2 separate regions of the Anas platyrhynchos genome follow, and region 1 is linked to region 2. A link is a contact called in public Hi-C data. All regions are on one chromosome and are shown on one strand. Each heading gives the region's core, a stretch centred on a gene start, on an enhancer-like site or on the middle of the called end of the contact. The rest is flanking DNA. Distances are from core to core; before and after follow the strand shown. Region 1 overlaps AFDN (afadin, adherens junction formation factor). Region 2 overlaps LOC106016325 (a long non-coding RNA gene).

Region 1 (5,266 bases), core at 1,595-4,094, 77 kb before region 2:
GTTGCACGCTTGATTTCAGTCTCAGAATATGACTTTAGGCTAATTACTTTCACTAGTTGACTTAGTTGCTTTGGTTTTCATCCAGATATCTTTTGGAAGCCCTCAATTTTCAGAGTACAAGAGAAATCATGTTAGAAGTCATATACTTCTGTCTAGCACAGACGATGTTACAGTTATTTGTGTCTGCATACCTGCTGCCCATGTTCATCTATTTGTTTTATGGGGGATTCTGAATGCTGTAATTTGGTTGAAAGAAAGTTTGCATACATGCGAGACTACATACAAAACTATGTGATCTATTTTGACCGTCTCAGGAAGTCCATTACACAACATCTGAGGTTCTTTGGTCTCCTGGAAGGAACAAACTTTAGGAAGATAAAAGATGCATTTACTTACTTGCTTTGTACCCAAGTCAATCTTGATTGCAAATGTTCTTTTACTTAGAAACAAAAACAAAACAAAACGTGACAGGCACTTAACTGGAAACCCTTATTCCAGTAAAGAGAACAACAAATCTCTTCAGTCCTTTATATTTACCCCTTTTGAATCTATTTGTACATAGAGGTTATAGGTATGTGGACGTAAAGTTTCTAGGTTATGTTGGATGCTTCAGAATCCAGTTATATTGTACAGCTTGCAGCCTAGATTTTCTCTGAATTGTAAGCCATATATTTTTTATTTGTGCAATATTTCTTTGCTTGCTAATAACGTTGATTTTCACCACAGGCTGAATCCCCATTTCCCATTTAGTTTAATTGGAAATGTTTTCCCTGCTTGTGACTGTATTTTGTCCAACTATGAAACAGTTTGGTATTTTCCCACCCGAAATTCTAGTGGAGGATTTGAGGGAGGAAAGCAGACGTTTACATATATGGAGCACGGGTCAATTTTAAAACTCTTTTTAATCCAGGCTACTGCACGACTCACAGCAGCTGTGGCCACAACTAACAGACAGTAAGCTGCTTCACCTCGTTTCTGTACAGCGTGCTATAAAATATTTTGTCTAACGATGACAGATTTTCAAAGCCTCTAAGTAGGTCCTGAAGTAGCAGAGGCCTTTCCTTCCTCTGCCAAACTTTTTTTCTCTGATCTACACGGAAAAGAAGCTTGCCCTTACTGCAGGCGGGCCGGCTAGCTGCAGAGCTGGGTTCTGGACTGACAGCAAGTAGCTCAGTGAATCGTAGGCATGCTATGTTCTGTACATAATGCAGATAAATAGGCTTGTTCTCAGCCAGATGCAGACGAGAAAATGTATTCAGCTTTAGGGAATGAGTGTTTGAGGGAGAGGGAGTGTTTAGAAACTTTTACTTTTTGCAAAGAGTACATTTGTAAACTGGCTGCATAGTTTACTAAACTGGTATTCTTTAAAGTGCTTATAAGCTTGGATTATTTCAATGCTTCTGGACCTGCTACTTGCCAGGGAGGTCAGACTGAGACTTGACTCTGCTGCATAAACTTGCCTTTAAGGATGTTTATAAAAATTTACGAAGATCTTCTGCGTAAACTTAAGAGTCTGGAATCAGAGAATTAGCCCTGATAAAAATCAGTACAATCTGCTCTGGGTGTAGGCAGATAAAAGATTTCAGGCCTGATAGCTAGATTACAGTCATGGGGCAGAGCTTTATGGTTTTCTTTAAACACACTTTAGTTGCAGGGATTCATTCTGTTTTAAATAGTAGTTTTTATGAAGTTAAACATAAAATTAATGAAAAAGACCAACTTCGGAAGCAGAGTCAATCCTTGAACTATAATAGTCCTTGAACTATTACGAGAGACGCCAGGGCCTAATGGTTCAGCAGTGTGTGTGCACATGAATGTGTGCAATATACGTTATTTAAATGAAGTTGTCTTTATTTTTTTGCAAGATCATGAAAAATACAAGCAAGTCTTGGAAATTAAAAATAAATAAATAAATAAATAATCTGACAGTGTCTGCAAACTTGCAGTCCAGAGTGTTTTGACAGCTAGTCTTGATAGCTGAGGCTATGTACATTGAAAACTGCTTTGAAAAAAGTTTGTAACTTTATGGGGTTTTAATAGATTCAGCCAAACTATAACTGGAGGGTAAAGATGCCTACATTTCAAGACTGCTTCTCCATGTTACAAATTATGTGACGCTTGCAAATATTTAAATATTCAAGTACTGAAGACAGATCTTCAAATTGGTACTGGAAGGTCATTAGGAAGACTTGAATTTCTTGTAAACGTTTAATGTAAAAAAAAAAAAAAAATCTTTTTATTGAGATGCTTTTTTTTTTTTTCTTTAACCAAACACGATTCTGGCGGTTTTTATTGAAAAGTGTTCAGCACTCCAATAAAACTGCTCCAACAAAGCATGTGAATCTAAACCGGTATGGGAAAATGATAGGTCAGAACAAGTAATGACAAGACCTTACTGTCAGTTGTCTGGAGAATTACCGGTTTGGTTAGGCACAGTACACGCAGATAGATATGCTTTGCAGATGCATTAATTTTACCTTCGTTATTTAATACTACAATTTTGCAAACAACTGGAAAAGTGTTTGTTTTTTTTAATGTTCTAATTCAAGTCATGAAAATAACTGGGTCACTCCACAGATCTACTGAAACGGCAAGAATATTACCAACCTAGCAGAAAGTACAGCTCATTGCTGTTCCACCACAGCTTCTAGTGCAGCATCATGTTGGAAGAGGATAGTAGCTCAATTGCTAGGGGTTATCACCCCATTTAGTACCAGTGGGACAGCTTGGTGTCTACAGGCTGTAGGTCCCTGCGTGGCGTGGGTGCTTGGCTTTTAGCCTCAGCTGCGTGTTTCCACCATCCCATCGTGGCTGCTTATCCTGGCAAGTGCAACACGGGGAGGAGGCAGGGGTGGAAATTTGTCTGCTTTTAATGGTTCCGTGGTGACTGAATAACCAGTCTGGGGGCTGGGTATGGTGCTGCCACTGGGGAGGTTATATCTGATGTTACTGTTCACGCTGTTGCGCTATTTATGTTCCAGTTGTATGGAGGTTGTGATGTATGAGCCAAATTTTCCTGTGATCACTACTTACGAGGAAGTTTAATAAAACTCATCTGTCTTGTGGCATAGCAACTCTAGCAGTAAAATGTATTCTTTTTAAGTATTTGCTTTAATTCTGTAATTTTTATTAATTCATTAATCCTGTATTCTTGTCCATCCACATTTCTGCACTGTTCTGGTATGTCAGAGTAGTCTTTTTTTAGATCACTGTAGTGTTTCAGATCACTGTAGTTTCTTACTGTTTTCATTACCACTCAGTCTGATTACTCAATAAAAATGCCCCTTTTTAATTCCCCCTCCTCTGTTTCTACAGCTCTTGTAAATTTTGAAGCAAATGCAGAGTTCTGAGCACAATCCTGTGAGACCAAGGAGGTGCTTGCAAAGCAATGCTAAATGTGAAAACAAGTATGGACTGTTGTGTTGTTTGATAGATGACACATAAAAGCCGATGTAAGAAATAATAATAATTTTGAAAAAGGTTAGTTTGTCTCAAAAGCTGTGGTTACAGTGGCTGCATTATGCAGCTTGGTCCTTTGGCTTCTTTGATAAGATTTTTCACAATCATATGATTAATATGATTTTTTGTAGTCCAGCAGAGAATCATAGCAGGAATAGATGACAGAAATGTCCATTTAGACAATACATATAAAATCTTTGCATAAGTTTTTCTGCCATGAATCTGAGTCAATTAGCAGATTTTTCTGTTTGCAGCCTGTCTGACTTAAGAGTTGGAATCCCTTAAATAAAGCTGTTTTCGGGGTTGGTACTTTTTCTTCACAAATCTAGGATTTGAACACCTTTTTTTCACCCCCCTGCCAGCTCCCTCCTTCCCCCTTGTATCCATGGAATGACTTAAGTGTATTGTACCTGCATTCTAGAGACTGAAAGTGTACTGACCACAGATGCCAAAATTGTTCTTGAAATCTTGAAAAGTTGCCGTCGTTGCAAGTCTTTTCTACTTTTGCAGACCTTTCAGAATAGTCTTCTGGTCAACTAATTTATTTCTTCATTTATTCAGTAAATTCTTGACTAAATTACTTTGTCTGGTGATGTGTCTTGGGATATTAGCTTACATTTTCCAGTTGTTCTGCTTATTTAGAAGACATTTATAAACAGCAGTTTACAGAATTTGTGTTACTTCTTAATTTTCAAAATAGAAGTATTTACCCAGGGCTTACTTTCATGCTTTTTGTGGTATCTTAATTAGTGGACTTCCTTTCTGTCTAGTAATTAAAAGAAGAAAAAACGCGAAGGCATACAAACAAAAGGCTTGAAGATACAGTATGCTATACCCATTACAATAGAGTTTGTCATCTTCTGAAAGTGAAACTAGCTTGAATAATACAGAAAATAATTTGGATATGCTTTCTTGAAATTCAGTGATCAAGGAATAATATTTTCTGAGAAATGTTTCTAACAAGGAGCTTCATAATTACATTGGTTTAATAGTAGAAAAACAGTCTGTGTTATTTTGATGCTTCCTTGAAAAATAATTTTTCTGTGCAGCTTATGTTGATTTATTAAGTGTAAGTCTGCCCTAGCAAAGTCAGCTTAAATTTTGAGATTTTAGGTTAGTAAAATTCCTATTCGTTACAGTTTAATGAACTTTAAATGTTATAGGAAATGTTTAGGGATTACTCTTCTCTGAATTAATAACAAAAAAGTCAACCATGTAAACATATGTCTGTCAATCATATGTCAACATATATATTATGTATATATGTAATTAATAGTTGTTTCTCAGGTCAGATTTTGATACTGACCATTTTCTGCTGGCCCCTGGCTCTCCAAATTCGTTGTTCATTGAGATAGCTTTTTGGAAGAGCTGAAAGCTCTTGCTGAAGTTGAAGTTGATTAAGTGTGCTCTGCAGTCTTTTGTTGTGTTTTCAGATGTTGTTCTCTTTGTATTGTAAATGTGTTATGGTCTGGTTTTTTTTGTTTTGTTTTGTTGATTCATCGTAATAGAGAAAAGATAAAACATCTTGTCCTGAAACAAATGAAGTGATAGCTATTGCTAATTTTTCTCTCATAAGCTGCAATTTTCTTGTTCATTAAGTTGTCTGCTATTTTAGTATTTATATGTGTTACTTTGTGGTTTGGGTATATAGTGTGCATTTTTAGTTTCTTCCTTTAACAGGTCGGGATTTCTTGCCTGAAAATAATTGGTTTAAGAAGTTTCATAAGTATTTTTGCAAAATATAATCTGTAGGTACCAGTGTGGACTTACCACTTTTCTTCTAATCAAATTTATAGCGTGTTTTGAG
Region 2 (4,842 bases), core at 1,271-3,770:
CCTCACTGGTGTTTCAGGTCACGTACACTCTCAAGTTAAGCTTCAGTCTTTACTACTACAGCATGCAGCCATGCATTTGCACGTTCCTTAATATTGGGCCCTGAAGCAGTAGGACAAAGGAGAGAGACTCCAGAACATATGCATGGTACTATACTATGACTCTTTGTATCTGGGTCACCTCTTCCTCTCTAGCTCCTCCTCTGTGCAGAAATAATTTTAAAGCAAGTGGAATTCCCTCAGTACTGTTGAATCCGTGTCAGTCCATGGGGTAGTCCATTCTTCTTCTGCCGGAAAGCATCAGCCCTCGTGCTTTTAGTCTCCAGTTCAAAGCTTTGGCAGTGACTCAGGTAATAGCTCTGCAGAGTTTCTGAAAGACTATGCACTGTGCTTGAACTTCTAATTTCATCTACTGCTAGAGTCCATCCTGTGAAAGGGGAAAGCCAAAGAAACAAGTCCAGGAGCTAAGCTGTGTGGGCACCGAGCCTGGCTTTAACCACGTCTGTCTGGTGCATGACCTGGGTGACACTGTTTACATAAAGTGTTGAAAGTGGTGATTTCCTTGTTTGCTTGATCATTCTCTGAACTTTTACTAAATCTGTTTTGCTTTTTTGTCACAAACATGATAAAAAAATGTCACACAAAGAAGATCCTGAATTTGCAATCATTTGACAAAGCTTAATGAGGTGTCCAGACCTTAAGATACACGCAGACTAACTGGTAATGCTGTAAGGGAAAAAAAAAAATCTATATTACAAATTACGAAGTGTTTATCCTACTGAAAAAAGCATCATATTGGTAGACATAGGCTTCATTTTAAGGAGTTGCCTGTTTTCCGTAGCCTTCCTCATGTTGTCTTCTGCTTCATAGAAGCACTGGCAGCCTATACTGGTCACTATGTACATCTGTACATTACTGGTGCATAACTTACTGAAAATAACAAGATAAATGAGCATGTTTGGGCTTTTTCCTGCTTCCAGGAGGTGATGCCAAACTGCTGGTGATGCTGTGCATCTCTCCCGACCAGAAGTACTTGACAGAATCTCTGCAGTCTCTGGGATTTGGAACTCGTGCTCGGCAAGTTCAGAGAGGACAGATCAAGAAAAAAAATCTCCCAGTGCAGAGTAAAGCAAAATAAAACCTAAGACTCCCATGGATTAAAGTATTATTAATGAGTTCCTCAGGCTGAAATGTATATCGTTGTCCTAAAGCCATTCTTTTAGATATCAACTGCCAGATAAAATAAGCAATCCTCAACATGGCATTAGTAAGCCATAAACCTGCTGATAATGTTCTAGCTCCAAAGATAATAACAAGAATTGACAACAGCTACCAGCCATGGTGGACTCTCATAGAAATAAATCAGGCTTTCTTAGGAAAGCTACTTCAAGACATAGTTTTGGCGATGTGTTTCCTCTAGGCAAGTAAGTAGAACTAAGTCAACAGACCCCTGATTTAGGATGGCTCGCTTCTGAAAGGCCAAGGCTGCCTTCTGTTTTCTCAGTAGAAGGCAGGAGTCTGAACAGCATTCCAGTGCTTCAGAGCAGCAAATGAAATACTTCCTCACAGCTTACATTAAAATGAGACACACCATCACGGCTCGCTCTTCTGTCTCGCGTGGATGGGGTCATTCCCAGTGCACTGTTGACAGGTAGGAGGGTAAAGGAGCCCATCAGCTGTACTGAATGGAGTTTTCTCTGGTTTTAGGTATGGAATAACAGCACTAGTGAGATGGAGAAAAAGGAGTAAGGCTACAGCTGTTACACCTCTGGAATGGAGTTTAGGAAGCAAGTGAGGGGTCACACAGCTTTTTAAAAACATGTTCAGGTTAAGTGGAAGGAGCGAATCCCAGCTCTGCTACAGCTTGCCTACAGCTGTACATGACTACAATGACTACAGCTTTGCCTCTTGTTTGTTTGTTTGCTCACTCCATGAGGGCTGAAGGACCCAGAACTACAGCTCCTAATGGCTAACAGGACCTAATTCCTACAACCATTTCAGTAGCAGTCCTGCTTGTTGTTTCAGTTGCATTTCCAAAGTTAACCACACCACAACATTGAAGTTGTCCGCACACTCTAACAGCATAAATACACGCCTCCCATCTATCAAATGAATAAAACACCAAGAACCCAGCTCATGATATGATGCTAGTCATCCTCAAGAGGCTTTTACACTCCTTCACCAATAGTGAAACGACATCGCACGGGGTTAGTGAATGAAGTTATATGGACAGATGTTTCAAGGAAACTTAGGCAAGGTGAGAAGTGATTCTGAGATGAGTAGATGCATTCAAATAACATCTGATGCATTTTATGCACTGCTTTATAGCTCAGCAGAGGCCTCAGGATTCACTTTGAATTTTTACCTCCAGCAATCACTCTGCCTCTAGCCTGGGAGAAAGGTCAGCACTAGGTCACTGCAAGAAGGCTTAAGTTGCAGTGGCCTGCCCCAAAGGCTGGAGTTTATAGTACTCCAAGTCACTTAGCCTTCACAAGCGTAAATATTTATCCAGAAATTATATAGCATACTATTATTGGAATTTCACCCTTGAATATGTAACAGCTGCTGTGTTGCATGCGGTGCTCTGGTGCTCAGAACATTGGCATTGCAACTTGGAGAGCTGTAATAAGACTTGTTTTCCTAAATAATGTCATGAGGTTAAAAATGCCTCAACTTTACCCGATTCCAGCAGTAACAGACGGGTAGAAAAAGAATCTGGACACGGGACCTTATAAAGCTGAACGGTCACTGAAGGAATCTCAGATAAGAAAGTGTCAGAGTGAGGAATGTCAGCCTGTTAAGCGAAATGCAGGAGCAGACAGCTTCAAGCTTGCCCTAGTCCGATGACAAGGCTACTAAATCAGCCACGATTAGAGCTCTGAAAGTGGTTAAGTGACATGAGAGGGATGAGAGGGCTAGCTGAATCCACCAGCATCTTTAAGGCCCTCAAATATTTTTGAGGATTTTGCACTTTCTAAGTGTTGCATGTAACTTGTTATGATCCGTGCTTGCTTTTCTGGAGCTGCTCTCTAAAACTTGGCCTTTATCTATCATCTGTGTGACAGGGAAAAAGCAGCAATGCCTATTGTTAAAGCTGAGAAATAAAACCTTTAAATATCAGCAAATACCAAAAGTTTAAGTTTCTACATTAACATAAACTCTGCCAAATGGTGCATATGCAGCATTCCCTATTCCTGTTTTCCTTTCCAGTGTAGCATATTACTCCCTGGCCTACGCAGCGAAGCGTACAGGCTATGCAGGGCAGCAGGGTTAACATTTTGCCCTAAGAACTTTCAGTTTGGGAATTTCCTGGGTTACAGACACTTGATTTCTCAATCCCAGCACCAGCTTCGATGCACTGAAGGAAAGAAGGGCAAAAGTTGCAAGGGCGAAATGGCTTTTCTCTGGTACCTGCGTTCTGCATCGCACCTTGCCCTGTCCCCTTGCCAGCTGCAATACAGACTGCAAAATAGGCACCACGCAGCTGCTACCCGCTGAACCAGGCTTCAGATGCTCCTCTAGAATTTATTCTGCCTTTTGCCTTGCCCTGCCCATGAGCTGAGCAAACTACACGTGCAGTGGCAGCTAGCTGCCTCCACCTCCTTCTCAAACCATTCCACAAACCACAGGGCACACCAGGCAATTTGGCCCTGGGAATATTTCAGCAACTCGGTTTAGCATCAGGTTGGCCAAGGGGCAAATGCTGTGTAGCCTGACAAGCGCAGCAGCTGCTGGGAGGCCACTGCTCATGCCCACGTGTCCCCAAGCACCTGGTGTGAAGGGAAGCAGCTTCCAGCCCTCACCTCCTCGACCCCTGCTTGCACAGCCTCTGACTCACCACCGAGTGCCCTCCGTAAAAGCAGAACATCGGGATCTGGTCTGGAGACAAAGAACTGGAGCTCACGTCCTGCCCCACGCAGGAAGTTGTCCAGATCATAGGACATTCACGCTGGGGATCCCTATGCCCTTTGTGCAGAAGCCGCTGAGCTTCCCCCTGACCTGGGAGCGCTCTGAGCAGCAGAGAGCAGGGAAGAGACTTGATTTGCAAACGAGCACAATTGCTTAACAGTGCTGCAGCTCAGCACAGGGTTAAAAAAATCAATCAATAAATAAAAGCGGTAATTAAACCCGCCCACACCTTTGGCCAAGTCTGAAACAAAACCCCGACCTATGCTGAAGTTTGAATGTTATACATTCAATTTCCACGTGTGGCTTCATGCCTTGGCAGCAGCCACACCGCAAAGAGAGGCTGCTCAGGCTAGGAAAACCATAATTAGCATTGGAAGGGTCACAAAAATGCTTAATTTGTTATTAAACAGTCATCATCGCCGACTCCATTTGACAAAGAGCTTTTCCAAACCTCCGCAGAAGGCGCAGGCAAGAAGGGGGGGAAGTTTTGGGAAAGGCTTTCAGCTCCTGCTGTGGGCAAGCAGTCACAAGCCGCCGGGCCTGTGACCCCTCCGCCACCAGAGCAAGCAGGGGCAGCGGCTGCAGAGGGAGAAGAGGCAGGCCCAGGTTGCAGACAGGCTGAACGTACCCAGCCTCTCACAAACCCCGCGTGGCTTTTGAGCAATGCTTTAAAAATAGCCCCGCCAGACAGCACCGCGAGCCACGCGCTGTCCAGAGGAGGGCAGAGGGTGATCTAATTGAAGGGCGTGAGCGAGGGGAATTGTTGCCTAGGATGTTTTTCTGTCCCTACATCCCTTTTAACAAAGCAAGATTTTAATCTTGCAGCGTATTCGGTTTCTAAATGAGAGAGACACAGTCTGAAAGAGAAGTTGAGTGTTTTTGAGCTCACGTAGGGCTCTGCCTGGGGGGAGCCGACAGCCGCGCTCGGTGCTGTTT

The links. A called contact is a pair of places that touch in the nucleus more often than the background predicts.
Region 1: a Hi-C map of skeletal muscle shows a contact between it and region 2, with 3 times the contacts expected there. The contact joins two enhancer-like sites. A contact is called at or near these places in 3 of 8 Hi-C or Micro-C datasets (liver, skeletal muscle and subcutaneous adipose tissue).

What each region holds. Positions count from the first base shown.
Region 1 is chr3:46,828,494-46,833,759 of IASCAAS_PekinDuck_T2T, reverse strand. The region is part of intron 23 of AFDN (afadin, adherens junction formation factor); the gene reads left to right. Among named protein-coding and RNA genes, the nearest start is that of KIF25, 36 kb to the right of the region's middle. Within about 2 kb of position 2,844, at least 1 of the 8 cell types and tissues checked has an H3K27ac peak or open chromatin away from gene starts, as enhancers often do.
Region 2 is chr3:46,751,114-46,755,955 of IASCAAS_PekinDuck_T2T, reverse strand. It overlaps LOC106016325 (a long non-coding RNA gene), which reads right to left. Exons shown (of 5, transcript XR_005264692.2): 2 at 1-723. It overlaps KIF25 (kinesin family member 25), which reads left to right. Exons shown (of 16, transcript XM_027454235.3): 16 at 978-1,192. The coding sequence ends at 1,135. Among named protein-coding and RNA genes, the nearest start is that of KIF25, 41 kb to the left of the region's middle. Within about 2 kb of position 2,520, at least 2 of the 8 cell types and tissues checked have an H3K27ac peak or open chromatin away from gene starts, as enhancers often do.